Regions from separate parts of the Rattus norvegicus genome. Here region 2 is linked to region 1. Evidence: chromatin contacts called from public Hi-C data. All regions are on one chromosome and are shown on one strand. The core of a region is the stretch at or near the end of the contact, and the rest is flanking DNA. Distances in the headings are between cores, read along the strand shown. Region 1 overlaps Bcr (BCR activator of RhoGEF and GTPase). Region 2 holds the start of Bcr (BCR activator of RhoGEF and GTPase).

Evidence for each region. A called contact is a pair of places that touch in the nucleus more often than the background predicts.
Region 2: a contact with region 1 is called in a Hi-C map of prefrontal cortex, with 1.9 times the contacts expected there. The contact joins the promoter of Bcr here to the enhancer-like site in region 1. A contact is called at or near these places in 2 of 12 Hi-C or Micro-C datasets (liver and prefrontal cortex).

The regions. Positions count from the first base shown.
Region 1 is chr20:13,554,956-13,562,549 of GRCr8, reverse strand. All of the region lies in intron 1 of Bcr (BCR activator of RhoGEF and GTPase), which reads left to right. Among named protein-coding and RNA genes, the nearest start is that of Bcr, 38 kb to the left of the region's middle. Within about 2 kb of position 4,004, at least 41 of the 93 cell types and tissues checked have an H3K27ac peak or open chromatin away from gene starts, as enhancers often do. A contact at or near this core is called in prefrontal cortex, where this site is marked.
Region 2 is chr20:13,593,403-13,600,996 of GRCr8, reverse strand. Bcr (BCR activator of RhoGEF and GTPase) reads left to right here and starts at 4,664. Exons shown (of 23, transcript NM_001419609.1): 1 at 4,664-6,393. The coding sequence starts at 5,109.

The DNA.
Region 1 (7,594 bases), core at 2,755-5,254:
TGGAATGGCGTGTGGTGGGGTCACTGTATTTGCCCCACAGACTTGGAGCTCTTGTGGTGCCTGAAGCCTGAGCTTCCGGAAGGCGTTGGAAGACAGTGACTGGCATTGTGGGACACCTTCACGCACTACTATTTTTACCTTGCTGCCCTTTTGAGGGATGGTAGGTGGGCTGTTACTATAACAGGAGAGTGGTCTCAGAGCAGGAGGTGTCAGCTGGTCTCTTCTGTAAGGAACGTTAAGGGGCTACCCAGTGTAAAAGGACTGTCCTCAGATGGGGTGATGGGACTCTGTGGGAATCCAGGCATCCATGGGTAGTATTAGCCTCCCGCTTTGTGTCTGAAGGGCAGATGGTGATAAAGGAGCAAAGGAGTATCTTTCCTCAAGGAGTGTCTGTTTCCTCAAAGGAGTATCTGTTTCCTCAAGGAGTATCTGTTTCCTCAAATGAGTATCTGTTGCCCCTTCCCCCATCCCTTTTGAGCATCCTGTTCTAAGCAGCAGTTCTTGGCATTTGTCTTGCAGGTCTCTCAGGAAGTGTTTCGAAATAAACACTTACTAAACGAACACATAGGAGAACCCGTTCTTCTTGTATGTGGGATGGTGAGTGGTAAGAGTTGGAGGAAAGGCTCCAACTCAACCTGGGACTCCTGGGCCTTATGCTGGACAATGAGTGAAGGGTCCCATGCTTACATTAGACAGGGTTTGGCACTCAGATCCTGCAGAAGGGAGAGCCAGGCCAGATAACTCATGTCTCTCTTGGGGAGGAAAGTCAGACTCTTCAGATAAGGGGTGTGAACATGTCCGGGTAAACGTGCCTGCTCCAGGGAAGCCTCTTCTGACAGCCCTAACCCCCCCCTTCCCACCCCCGTCATCTGTAGGGATTTGTCCCATCCCATGCTTCTGCCTCTGCTTTGCTCTCCCATCCCACATTTCTGCCTCTGCTTTCCTCTCCCATCCCAAGTTTCTGCTTCTGCCCTCCAGGACTCCTGCTCTTAGTATTTTTGTTTTAACCTGACAGAAACTAGAGTGAGAAAATGCCTCCTCCGTCAGATTGACCTGTGGGCTGGATTAGCATTTTCCTGACTAATGACTGCTGTGCATACTGGCAGTGGTGCTGTTTCTGGGTAGTTGGTCCTAGGTTGTATGAGAAATCTGACTGAGCCAGCCATGGAGAGTACGCCAGTAAGCGATGTTTCCTGTGGTCTTTGCTTCAGTTCCTACCTCCCTGCTTGAATTCCTGTCTTGGCATTCACCATGATGGGCTGGGATTGGGATGTGTAAGCCAGATGCACCCTTTACCCCCATGTTGCTTTTGGTCAGGGTGTTTATTACAGCAGTGCAAAGTCAACTCAAGACAACGGCTAAGAGCCTTGGACCTCGGCAGTCAGACCCTGCAAGCACCCAGTCCCTTCTGGTTCTCCAGGTTCCTGGCAGGTTGGGAGCAGCAAAAACCCTCAGCTGGGTGGGCATCAGGCTAGCTTCTTCCACTGGCCAGTGTCTCTGGTCTCCTCCCCATCTTGGGGGGTCATGAAAGAATTCTGCGTTATGTAGCCATGGTGCCTGGAGGTCTGTCCTTTGTGCTTGCTGATTACAGTGACTGAACCCGGTGGCCACCATCACGTGACATGAGAGCCACCATGTGAGTGAGGGAGCCGGGAGGCTCTCACCCTTTTCCCTCTTGCCCTGGGGCTGACAGTGAGGAGAGTCTGGTCTATTTAGTAGTACCTACGTGGAAGGGCAGGTATGAATCTGTTTTGTACCACGTAGGGGGACTGAACTTAGTCTGGACAGGATAGTTGACTTTGTTCCCTTCTGAGATGGCCCACCTTCGGACTGGGAGAGAGAAAATGGAGGCATCTTATAAAGGGCTGGTTTGTTTTTACAAGTGTGTGGTCGTGGCTTGTTGTTCGTTTGTTTGTTTGTTCGTTCGTTCTTGACTGTCCTGGGATGAGGTAGCTGTGTGGATGAGAACCTGTCAGTGGCTAGGATGAATCGCCTGTTTTCTTGTTTCACTGAGAGGGCTTTTGCCTGTGGGAGAGGTCAAGCCCCCGTACAGGGAGGCAGTGGTGTTTACAGAGTGAACAGCTGGTGCGGGGAGCAGAGGTGACTGATCCCTCATTATGGAGGAGGGAAGGCCTGCAGCGTGCCAGCCCATTCTGTCATGCCTGTGGTCCTAATGACCTGATGATGGATGGATGGATGTACCCAGGGTCTGGCTGGCAGGGCAGTAAAAACAGGAAACCTAATCTTTTGAAAATAATCCAGGGGGAGGGGAGAAAGTGAAGCAAAGCCCTCCAGTCAACAGATGGCTCTTGGAGATGTGTCTTCCCGAGGGCCTCACATTCAAAGCTGAAAATGCCAACGGGCTTGCAAAAGGCTGTGTTGTCTTGACTGGAGAGCTTCGGAGGGGAGCGAGCATTTGCAAGGTCTGTACCTAGCGGTGCATATTCTTGTGAGAAGCTTCCCCTGCTCCAGACTCTCTCCTAATAGCTACCAGCCCTGAATGGTGTCCTGGACCCCTTACTTTGAATATGACCCTTTCCTGCTGTCTGCTCTGCACTGCCCTGCCCATGTTAGCCACTGTACATGCCCAGCTCATCTCCCAATAGCCTAACCTCTCTTTCCTTCTAAGAAACCTCAAACCTACTCATGGTTTTGAGTTCAAGATTACGAATCTCAAGCTGGCAACCCTGCAGGGCTGTGTAACCTACATTCGGTTTTCCTACCCTCCTGTATGGCGGGACAGCTCCTTCGTTCTGCTGAGGTTTTTGCCTCCTGGTACTTCCTGGATTCTACCTGTTTGACCAGCATACAGAGCTGTCCATCACCAGATCCTCCTGGCCCCAGCGTTAGCTTCTGTACTTCGCTTCCCCACTTCATTTATCCCACCTTGCTTCCTAAACGCCACATAACTTGTGATTTCACCGCCTCTCTTGCTTCCTTGTCCTTCACACCGCCTTCCTGTAGCATCTGGCTCACTCTGACACTCAGCGATCACTGAACCTGTAGCTCCTGAAACATGGAGCCATCCTGTCACTTAAGTGTGATGGTGTGTATATGCTCAGCACAGGGAGTGGCACTAGGGGTGGGCCTGTTGGAGTGGGCGGGGCTTTGTTGGAGTGGGTATGTCAGCTGTGGATGTAGGGCTGGACAGATGGCTCAGTGGTTAAGAGCACTGACTGCTGCTCTTCCAGAGGTCTTGAGTTCAGCTCCTAGCAATCACATGGTGGCTCACAATCATCTGTAATGGGATCTGATGCCCTCTTTCTGGCATGTCTGAAGACAGCTATAGTGTACTCATATACATTAAATAAATAAATCTTAAAACAAAAAAACAAAAACAAAAAACCCATCCTAGCTGCCTGGAAGCCAGTATTCTGAAGATGTAGAACTCTCAGCTCCTCCTGCACCATGCCTGCCTGGATGCTGCCACGCTCCCACCTTGATGATAATGGACTGAACATCTGAACCTGTGAGCCAGCCCCAATTAAATGTTGTCCTTTATAAGAGTTGCCTTGGCCACGGGGTCTGTTCACAGCAGTAAAACCCTAACTAAGACATTAAGTCTCTGGAAGGCATAGCCTCTGATGCCGTCGCCAACCTCTCTGGCTGTCCAAGGGGGAGCATCCCTCCTGCTGCCTCCTCTTAAAGCCATCCGAACAGACAGCAGACCCCAGCACCTTGCAGTATCTCCTCTCAGAAATGCATAAAGCGCTTCAGGCCTCAAGCGGAGGCGAAGTGGATCCTGCTGAAGGGAGGCTCACGGTGAGGTTTGACGACAGTCTGGAGGACCATGCCTGGCTGTTGGGAGAGTGACTCATCAGATGCTGAGGAGAATGTCTGAGGGAGACGACCTCCCTAGAGGAAGCCAGGTCCAGGTGGTGGGGTGTGGCCTCTACATCTGCCGGTCCAGGCTGTCCCTCCAACCCATCCATTTTGGCTCAGTGCTTGCAACTGTTCTTGGAGAAGCATCTGCTCCAGGCCACACCCAGATAGGAAATGCTGAGAGCGCCAGCTCCCTGAGCCAAGCCGTGACAGGCTGGGTCTGCTGGGGAAAGCTAAGGAGTAGAAGCCCTGGGGCTGTCTGGAGCTTCTCCGCCCACTTGTACGCTCAGCTCGCTTCTGTTTTATGGATACTTGATGCATAATTCATGCCCTTTGCAACCAGCTCCTGGCATGCCATGCAAATGAGCCCCAGGTGTTGTCAGGGGTATACTCTTGTGGGCCTCCATGTTCCCGTCTGTAAGGTGGGGCTTATAACCTCCCTGGAATTGTGGTAACAACAGAAGAGAACAGCGTGCCTGCTCTGTGGTCTAAAGGAGACGCTCCATTCGAATCATGGCTGCTTAGTTTGGATAAAGAGTTAGATTTAGTTTTGTTTTATCCGGCTTTCTCCACGGACCCCCTCACGTGGCGGCTTCTCAGTATCCCGGAAACCTGCCTGTTAGAACACTTCCCACTAAAAGTAGGGCAGGATCCGCAGAGACGAGCTCCTCTTTTTCCAGTGAGCGAGCGCACCATGCCTCCCCCTCACCTCCCCATCCCGGTGTGCGGTGGCACGGAACTGAAACTGCTGTGGTCCACGCCTCCAGTCCACACGCCGCCACTAGCCATGATCCGTTCCCTCTCACGGGTCTCAGGTTGGCAGCTCTGATGGGAATCGACTTGTTCATCCCTGAATCAGGACTCCAGGCTTCTGAGGGTCACCCTCCTCAGGGGAGAGGAGGCCGCAGGGTGCTCCACCCTGCCAGATCCTCCAGCTGTTTTGTTTGCATGGTTTTATTTTTGTTTTCTCTCTTCAGCATCTAACTCGTTAGCAGAGATGTGAATGGCCCTACTCTCCTTCTCCACTCCCACCCTCAGGATGGGGTAATGGGTGATGTCCGAAAGGGTGGTGTTTGGGGAAGAAGGCAGGGGACCCACTTTCTGCTGAATGCAGGATGGGGCAAAGATGCCCACAGTGCCATGAGAGAAAGCTCCCAACTCCTAATGGGAATATGGCAGTGGTGTTTGGAGGTAGCCTATCACCCCAACAGTGAAAAACTCTTATCTCTCAAGACCCAGAGCAGACTCTCAATTAGTGGCACAAGTAATTCTTCTTCTGGTTGGACGCACTGATGTTTCTGTCTGTCCTCCATTTTCACAAGACATCTTTGAGAAGGTAGCAGCATCCTGACCACAAGTGACAATCTTCTACCTCTTCACAGTCCCCCTCTAGAGCAGACCTTCTGTGCCTGTGCATCGTTTCCGTCGGCACACCAGGCACATAGTAGGTGCTCATTTAACACGTGTAGGGCGAGCGAAGACAGACCTCTCTTACCCCTCTCTCTCCTCCCAACCAGCCACTGTGAGGCCTGCCAGAGGTCGCCAGTCAAAATGGGAGGGCAGGACACAAGCATGCGGAAAGAAAAGGAGAGGCTGATTGTTCACGCGATGTTGGTGGGAACGACTGATAGTGACAGTCAAGTAAATCATACACGCTTAAGTACAATGCAGGTTTAGAGCAGGGAGTGTTGTCGGAGGGTTAAGGGTAGCCGTGGGTCAATGTGAAGCTATGATTTAATGACATCAACAGGTGTAAGAAGACGTGCTTAGGGGGGCACAAACCAACACAGGACCCCATAGGTTTGGTGTCTGTGCCAAGCCATGCCCATGGACCAGCCAGAAGGGCCACAATTGTCTGTGTCCGTGACACTTAGATCTGTAGCATGAGCACATCCAGGTGAGTACTCAGGTCAGACTACCTGTCCCTACTATCTGTCTGGGTCTCTAGGCAGCATCTCTCCTGGTTCTTATAGAGGTTAATGTTATGGTTAATGCTCAATGTTAAAATAATTTCCAAATCCATTTTCTTTTCCCAGTCTTGCTCCCAGAATGACAACTCCAGGACTAATTGTTTATTATTAAATGCTGTGGCCATAGGCTTTGCCTCATTCTTTCTCCGAGTTTCTTGGCGTCTCCCTGAGTTCATCTCTCTCAATTTCCCAGAATCCTCTCTGTCCCTGCCAGATGTCCCACCCCCTATTTCCTGCCTCAGCTCATTGGCCAGCGGCTTTTTTATTGACAGGCGACTCTTATAAGAGATTCTCTCTACACCTTAGCCTGTTAGGTGCTGCAGCTAAGCACAGCCCTGTTGGTGACAGTGATTATACTTTTGGCTGTGGTGTCTGGAAGGAACTCAGGACACCAGCAGATTCCAGATCAGGCGAGGGCATTCTGTCTTATAGATGAGGCCTTCTTGCTGTGTCTTCTTCTCCAGGCAGAACGTCTGAGAGTTCCTTGGGGCTTTGTTCATAAGGAAACTGGTGACCCCTCCCTACCCCCAGCAGTCCCACCAGCGTGGGGAAGAGAAACAAGTCCATAATGCACATTCCCATGTAGCTGCTGGAGGACAGTGGCCTAGTAGGTGACAGTCTCTCCTCCAGGGTCAGTGAGGGGGCGGGGCATGACCACTTGTGAGTAAGAGTTGTCTCTCTCTGTATGCACATGTATGTACTAGTGCATGTGTGTGTGCCTACATTCGTGGCCCACTGGGAAAGATGAGGCCAGGCTGGGAGCACCAGCGTCTCTTCGATGGGAGTGCTGACTTCCCAAGAAGATGAAAAGGATATGTCTCCCTCTTGGGCAGTGGATGTCCCAGAGGAGGCTTGGGGAGCGCTCAGGGAAGGCTGCAAGGGCTTTCTCAAATGCAGTCTTATCCTCTTGACCCAGCTGGGAGGGGCCAAAGGGAGGTTGTTGCCTGCCCTTCCGATGCACGTTGAGATTGTGGGGTTCGTTTCCAGTCATGTGGTTTTTAACACCCCAAGCAGAGATGGGTAGAGAGAGCTCTCAAACCTTACTAGCTCCCTCTCCATAACTGAGCCCTGATTACCCCCCTGCCCCCAGCAACACTTTGGGGCCTTCCCTTCCTGCCTTTCTCATGGGTGGGTGCCTTGAACCCCATGATCCTCACAGGAAGGCCCAGATGTAGTCCTTTTTCAGCTGTGAACCGTTTATCTCTTCTTTCCACACGGCCTGCAGGAAGCCAGTACTGAAGCAGCACATGCAGGGTCTCACTCCATAACAGGAAGGCACAGTAGGGCACAGGCCCCGTCACAGGCCCAGCCACCACAAAGTGGCTACTTCTGCTGTCCCACACTGCCTCCGTGGTCTCCAGGGACCTCATCCATTGCAGGAGTCACCCAGGAGCTGGCATTTAGAACTTTTATTTATATTTTTTGACTCATTAACTCTTTTTCCAGACTTGGGACTGGAATAAGGCTCCTCTGGGTTCTAGTCTTAAAAGTGGGAAAAATTGTTCCAGAAGGCTTTGCAGACCGCAACATTGGCCTTAGGGAGGTGTCCGTTGCCCTGTAACGGCAGGCAGGGCTGGGCAGTACAATAGAGTGGGCAGCATTTCTTCTCAAGTGTGGCTTTAAGTTCTAGCTCCGGCAGGCTCAGATAGTCTGCATTCCCAGTGACCAGGCAAATGGCTGAAGGGAGCTGCTCCTTGTATCCCCACTGAAGAGCTGGCTTTGCACTCAGAGGGAGGAGGAACCTCCTCAAAACCTGAGCAGAGCAGATTGTGATGAGCCGAGCTCTGGGCAGGAGCCAGGGA
Region 2 (7,594 bases), core at 3,415-5,914, 38 kb before region 1:
TTTCCCACACCTAACCCATCTTACAAGTCCTGTGAGCTCCACTCCTCTCATGTTTCAGTGCCTGGGATCCACATGGAGAAGGTGGTAGGAACATAGATAGTAAGACACCGACTGTGGTGGTAAGTTCTGGACCCTGAAGGTTAAACCCTACTTGGGTGAATTTATTTGCCTTTAAAATGCAGCCTAAATCTCTTAGGGATATAGAAGGCACTGGCCCATCTCTGATCTCATCTCCTAACTTAGCCGTTCCTCGAATGGCTACATACCCAGAGACTCTTTCTTATCTGTCTCTTCTGCTGTAGTCCTAGCCCACTGTCACCTGTCCAGTCTAGCCTTTCCCCAACTTTTGCCTCATTCTCTGCTAACTCAACTCTGACTGCCTTCTCTCTCAGTCTGTCTGTCTCTTGTTGATCCTCTCTCTCTCTCTCTCTCTCTCTCTCTCTCTCTCTCATACACACCACACACACACACACACACATCAACACACACACACACCACACACACCACACTACACACACACACACCACACACACACACCACACACACACACCACACACACACACCACACACACACACCACACACACACCACACACACATACACACACAAACACACTACACACACACACCACACACATACACACACACATACACCACACACACACCACACACACACCACACACACTTACCACATACTACACACACATCACACACACCACACTACACACACACACCACACACACACAAACACACTACACTACACACACACACCACACACACCACACTACACACACACTACACACACACACCACACACACCACACTACACACACACTACACACACACCACACACGAACACACACATACACACACAAACACACTACACTACACACACACACCATACACTACACACACACCACACACACCACACACACATACACACACACCACACACACATACACACACACACCACACACATACACACACACCACACACACCACACTACACACACACTACACACACACACCACACACACACACAAACACACTACACTACACACACACCACACTACATACACACACACCACACACACTACACACACATCACACACGAACACACAGATACACACACAAACACACTACACTACACACACACCATACACTACACACACACCACACACACCACACACACATACACACACACCACACACATACATGCACACACCACACACACCACACACACATACACACACACACCACACACACCACACACACACACCACACACACACACCATACACATACACACACACACCACACACACACACCACACACACACATACACACACCACACACACACACACACCATACACACACACCACACACTGCACACACACCACACACACCACACACACACCACACACACATATACACATACCACACACACATACACACACACACCACACACTACACACACACCACACACACCACACACACACCACACACACACACACCACACACTACACACACACCACACACACACCACACACACACCACACACACACACCACACACACACCACACACACACACCACACACCACACACACACACCACACACATACACACACACAGCACACACACAGCACACACACATACACACATACACCACACACACACACCACACACACACCACACACACACATACACACACACCACACACACAGCACACACACACATACACACACACCACACACATACACACACACCACACACACGCACACCACACACGCACATACACACACACCACACACTACACACACACCACACACACCACACTACACACACATACCACACACACATACACACACGCCACACACCACACACACACATACACACACGCCACACACCACACACACACACATACACACACGCCACACACACACACACACACATCTCCATGGGCTGTGCTTCTTCTGGGCCACACATATATCCCAATTTGACCATTACTTGCCTACCTGAAGGCTTGCAGAGTTAAGATCGGGCAGAAACAAACACTGGAAGGATGAGGAGAAAGATCACAGTATGGATGAACCTTATGTCTCTCCTTACTCTATCCTGCATCGAAGGACAGATGATAAGAGAGCTCTATAGGAAAAGAGAGGAAGGGAGGGAGAGATGCTCTCTGCAGAAAAGGACCGGAAGCTTAGCATTAGCCAGGATGGCCATGAGGATGGAAGGCTAACTCTGGGGCCAGAAAAGACCGACAGGGGGAAAAAAGAACACTATCTGGATGTGCTCCTGTACTCAAAAGCACTTTGCTGTGTCAAGAGAACAGAGCCTGCAAAACCCAACGGAGAGCTTCTGAGTTTTAAAAGCAAACTTACTTATTTATAAAATATTCAAAGCTAGCATGCGGGTGCATAAACATAGTCCCAACTGCTCTGGAGGCTGCGCAAGAAGTGGATCACTTGAGTCCAGAAGTGTGGGGCCCTCATCTCGAAGTAAATGAATAGTTGAGTAAACAGAAAATATTTCAAGTAGAGGGAGAGGGAGTGTGGCTCAGTGGGAAAGTGGATGCCTAGCATGTTCCAAGGTCCCCGCTTTCCAACTCCCAGCACCCCACACACCAAAAAGTCTACACAAATATTTAAAGTAGCGCTGAGTCGTGATCTGCAAACCAGAGAGCTACCACTACCACACGGATGGATGGATGACACCACCCTCCTTCACCAAAGCACCCCTTCCGGTTCCACATATCAGTGCTTATGTGGGCCCTAACGAGCCTACTGGGAACTTCAGGACCCAGTCAACAAAGAAAACAAAAGAATGTATTCTTTGGAAGATTCTTTTTTTTTTTTTCTTCAAATGGCCAGGAAATAGGATTCCAGAGGCCTGAGCGCTTCTCGTCTTGCGTGCCTGGCTCACTTATTGAATGAGTCCATCAGATCATTATGGGCTGCAACTAGTATTGATTGTGACCCTGTGAGGTCACTGCTCGCTCTCTCTCTCTCTCCTCTGTCTCTGTTTGTGTCTCTCTCTGTCTCTATTTCGCTCCTTCATGTCTCTGTGTCTCTCTGTCCCTGTCTGTCTTTCTCTGCTCTCTGTCTCTCCTTCCTCTTGGTCTGTCTCTGTGTGTCTCTGTTTCTCCTTCCCTGTCTCTCTCGGTCTGTCTCTTCTTCCTCTCCTCTTCCCTTCCCCTCTCCCCCTCTCCCTCTCCCTCTCCCTACCCTTCCCTCTCCCTCTCTTTTTTGTACTGACAGGGACTAATCCATACCTTTTTTCCTACCAAATAAGACCTCTACCATTGAGCCACGCCCCCCCCCCCCCCCCCCCCCAGCGAGGATCAGGCTTTTTAACGGTCTTTTTAAAGGCGAGTCTACCGAGGAAGAGAACATCGTTCACTGCTGTGCTTCTGGGATGCCTGCTCTTTTTGTTTTGCTTTGCTTTTCCTTTCACTAGCCCAAAAGTCAGGTGCCCAGCAAAACTATTTCTTCTCAGCAATTGCGTTGTTTACTGCCTGCTGGGCAAGAGACTGGTGAGGTAGGCGGGGAAGGAGGGAACAAGAGATTAAAGAGGTCTACAGAGGGCAGCAGCGAGCTGCATAGCGCTCACAGGGTTCCTGGAGTGGCGCTCCAAAGGCTCGCCAGCCCAACAACATTAACACAAACTGAACCCTACTAGGAGCAGACAACAGGCTACAGATGAGGGTGAAAGCGAGTTCCAGGGAGGAAAAGGAAAACCCGGCCTAAGTCAGGGAGCCCCTGCTAATCTGGTTGCTGGTGCTGGGTTCTATTTCTCTAGAGAAGCGTGGTAACAGTTTACAACCAAGGACATAACAGCTTTGTGGAAGCAGGTGTTCTGGTTTTATCTCGGAGCTCAGGGAAACTGAGGCACGGAAGTGGGAAAAGTAGCCAAAACTCAGCTGTTCTTCAGCTGCCAAATCCTGTTGCCTTTCACCTCACCCAGCAGGCTGGCCTGGGTTCCATTTTGTTTTCAGGAGAGCATATATGGAGAGCATCTCTGCTAAGTGACTCAGATCCCTAAGCTTCGTTGGGAACGATTATTAAAGGTTTCCTGTCTTCCACCCAGCTCTGTGGTTAAGAAGGAGGTGTGCGATCCCTTCCCAGGAAGAAAGAGACCCCGAAAACACGACACTGGCCTCCAGAGGTCAAAAGTCATTACTCAGGAAGGGAGATTCATTGATTGAGCAGAGGGGGAGAAATTCCTAAGTGTCACTCAGAGTCCGGTGACAACTTCAGTGGCCATTGTTAAGCTCCATTACCCACCTCAGATCTCCAGCACCAGAGGCTCACTGGCTGGCACCCGAGCTGTTGGCATGGGTGACCTGCCCTGCTTGATTTCTCAATAGTTTGGGCCCTGCTGGGTGTTCGTTCCCTGTGCGGTTAGCACCGAGGTTAGTGGGTGCAGAAAAGAGGAAGCAGGTATTTCTCTTCCAGGCATGAAGAACTAGCCAGAGCATCCGCGGTGGAGAGATCGCTCGGAATCACCGGGTCTGGGGCACCTCTGTGTCCAGAAGGGGATCAGACCAGTTTGCAGTGGTCCGGGTCGTATTCAAGGACCCAATGCTCTTCCCGCGGCGCGGCCCCTTTAAGAGGCGCGCCCAGCCCCGTCAGCCGCTCCGCGGCCACCGCCCCCCGGTCCTCCCCTTCCTGCAGCGCTGAGTGCGGGCCGGGGCGGGAGTGCGGCGAGAGCTGGCCGTGCTGAGCGGAGCGCCTGCCCGGAAGGCTGCGGGGCGGCGCGGGAACCGGAGGCGAGGAGCCCGCGGGGCTGCGGCCGTGGGCCCGCGGCGGCCCTGCTCTGCGGAGGACCGCTCCCGCCGCCTCGCGCGCCGCGGAGCCCCGCACACAATAGAGGCGTGCGCAACCCCGCGCCCTTCCCCCGCCCGCGCGCGCCCCTCGCCGCCGCCGCCGCCGCCGCAGCGGCCGAGCCTCCCGCCTCACCTGCGGCCCCGGGGGGCGGGCATTGTTCGCCGCCGTAGCCGCGGGATCATGGGAGGCGCCGGACGCCCGGGGCCCGGCACCGTAAGAACCCCGCGCCGCCGCTGAGCCGGGCTCCGGCGCGCAGCTCCTCGGCGCAGGTGAGCCGGCCGCGCCATGGTGGACTCGGTGGGCTTCGCCGAGGCTTGGAGAGCGCAGTTCCCGGACTCGGAGCCGCCGCGCATGGAGCTGCGCTCGGTGGGTGACATCGAGCAGGAGCTGGAGCGCTGCAAGGCCTCCATTAGGCGCTTGGAGCAGGAGGTGAACCAGGAGCGCTTCCGCATGATCTACCTGCAGACGCTGCTGGCCAAGGAGAAGAAGAGCTACGATCGGCAGCGCTGGGGCTTTCGCCGGGCAGCGCAGCCCCCGGACGGCGCCGCCGAGCCCCGAGCGTCCGCCCCGCGCCTGCCGCCCGCGCCCGCCGACGGCGCAGACCCGGCGCCCGTCGAGGAGTCGGAGGCGCGGCCGGACGGAGAAGGGTCACCGAGTAAGGGGCGACCGGCGACTGCCCGCAGGCCAGCGGCTGCTGCGCCGGCGGACCGGGACGACCGAGGGCCCCCCACCAGCGTGGCGGCGCTCAGATCCAACTTCGAGAAGATCCGCAAGGGACCTGCCCAGCCCGGCTCTGCCGACGCCGAGAAGCCCTTTTACGTGAACGTCGAGTTCCACCACGAGCGCGGCCTGGTGAAGGTCAACGACAAAGAGGTGTCCGACCGAATCAGTTCTCTGGGCAGCCAGGCCATGCAAATGGAGCGCAAGAAGTCCCAGCAGAGCGCCGGGCAGGGCCTGGGGGAAGCACCCAGACCCCATTACCGTGGGCGCTCCTCGGAGAGCAGCTGCGGCCTCGACGGTGACTATGAGGATGCAGAGTTGAATCCCCGTTTCCTGAAGGACAACCTAATCAATGCCAATGGCGGCAACAGGCCCCCTTGGCCGCCCCTGGAGTATCAACCCTACCAGAGCATCTACGTCGGGGGTATGATGGTGGAAGGGGAGGGCAAGAGCCCTCTCCTGCGAAGCCAGAGCACTTCAGAGCAGGAGAAGCGCCTCACCTGGCCCCGCAGGTCCTACTCGCCTCGGAGTTTTGAGGACAGCGGAGGTGGCTACACTCCGGACTGCAGCTCCAATGAGAACCTCACCTCCAGTGAGGAGGACTTTTCCTCTGGCCAGTCCAGCCGCGTGTCACCAAGCCCCACCACCTACCGTATGTTCCGGGACAAGAGTCGCTCACCCTCGCAGAATTCACAACAGTCCTTTGACAGCAGCAGCCCTCCGACGCCACAGTGCCAGAAGCGGCACCGGCAGTGCCAGGTTGTGGTGTCTGAGGCTACCATAGTAGGTGTTCGCAAGACCGGGCAGATCTGGCCCAGTGATGGGGACAGCACCTTTCAGGGGGAAGCAGGTGAGTGCCTCCTGTGGGCATACGGGGGACCTGTTCTAGACTCTTTAAGTAGATTGACATGGGAGAAATGGGTACTTTTTGGCATGATTTTCAAGCGCTTTTGTGTCTCTTTGGCCCTGCGCCTGAACTGACTCCACCCCCTTCTTCCTGAAGGCAAATGGATGGGGGTAGGGGATTACAAGGGAATGGCTGGTGGTGCGCTCTCTTGGTTCTAGATCCAAAGCTGGTGGGTTGCCGAAGTATTGGGTTGCCGAAGTATTGGGGGAGAGATAGCCGTGTGCTCTCTCCATGCTGGACAAGTCGGTCGTCTCTGCCCACCCGGATTAGCTCCTTTGGGAGGTGGGGGATCTGTGCTGTTTCTCCACAGCCTGCCACCTGGTTGTTCTGGTCTTGGAGTGGTAATATGACGCGTTAGGGGAACTCTAGATGTGCAAGCTGCCTGGAGGGTTTAGATGTGTCAGATTCACTTGTTAAGCAAGTGAGAGCAGGTGAAGAGAGGACTTAGAAGAAAGTGAGTTCTGACTCAGTGGGCCACCGAAAACCAGTAGGTTGAAGACTTTACGTGGTGGGGTAATCCCACACCATCCTGATCTTCTTCGCTTCACCCTTCATTAGTCACCCGTAGACTCCTCTGTCAACCGCCACTGAGTTTTGTCTGTCTGTCTGTCTGTCTCTTTTTTCTTGTGGTGCTGGGGTTCAAACCCAGTGCCATGCCAGTTCAAGGCATGCTAACACCTCTGAGTTACATCTCCAGACCCCATCTTCTTTTTCCGGTCCTCCCGCATGCTCTTGCTGCCTCATTTTCTCGGGTGAGCACTCAACAGGGTCTTGTTTGAGGCTCCTAATCCATGGTCTGACTCTAGCGCTGAGATAAACCATAACTTCATTGCTGCACACGGGACAGGCACCATTGGATGTGTGGGGTTATGGGACTAGGTTATGGTTTCGAGATCCAGGCAGAATTTTCCATCAGAGTAAGGTGGGAGGGGTGTGCTGGGGGTGTACAGCTGTCAGGAAGCTCTGGGAATCTTTGCTTCTGTTGAGCTGATCTGGTCTTTGGCTTCCCTGATTTTTCTCCCCCTTGCTGATGGAGTTGCACGTGCTTCATTTGTCAGAATCCTGTTGAAAAAAAAAAAAAAAAGCGAGGCTATTTTTGGCTCTATTAAGCTGCCTTTCTGTGCCCAGCACCCTGTCTTGTTCA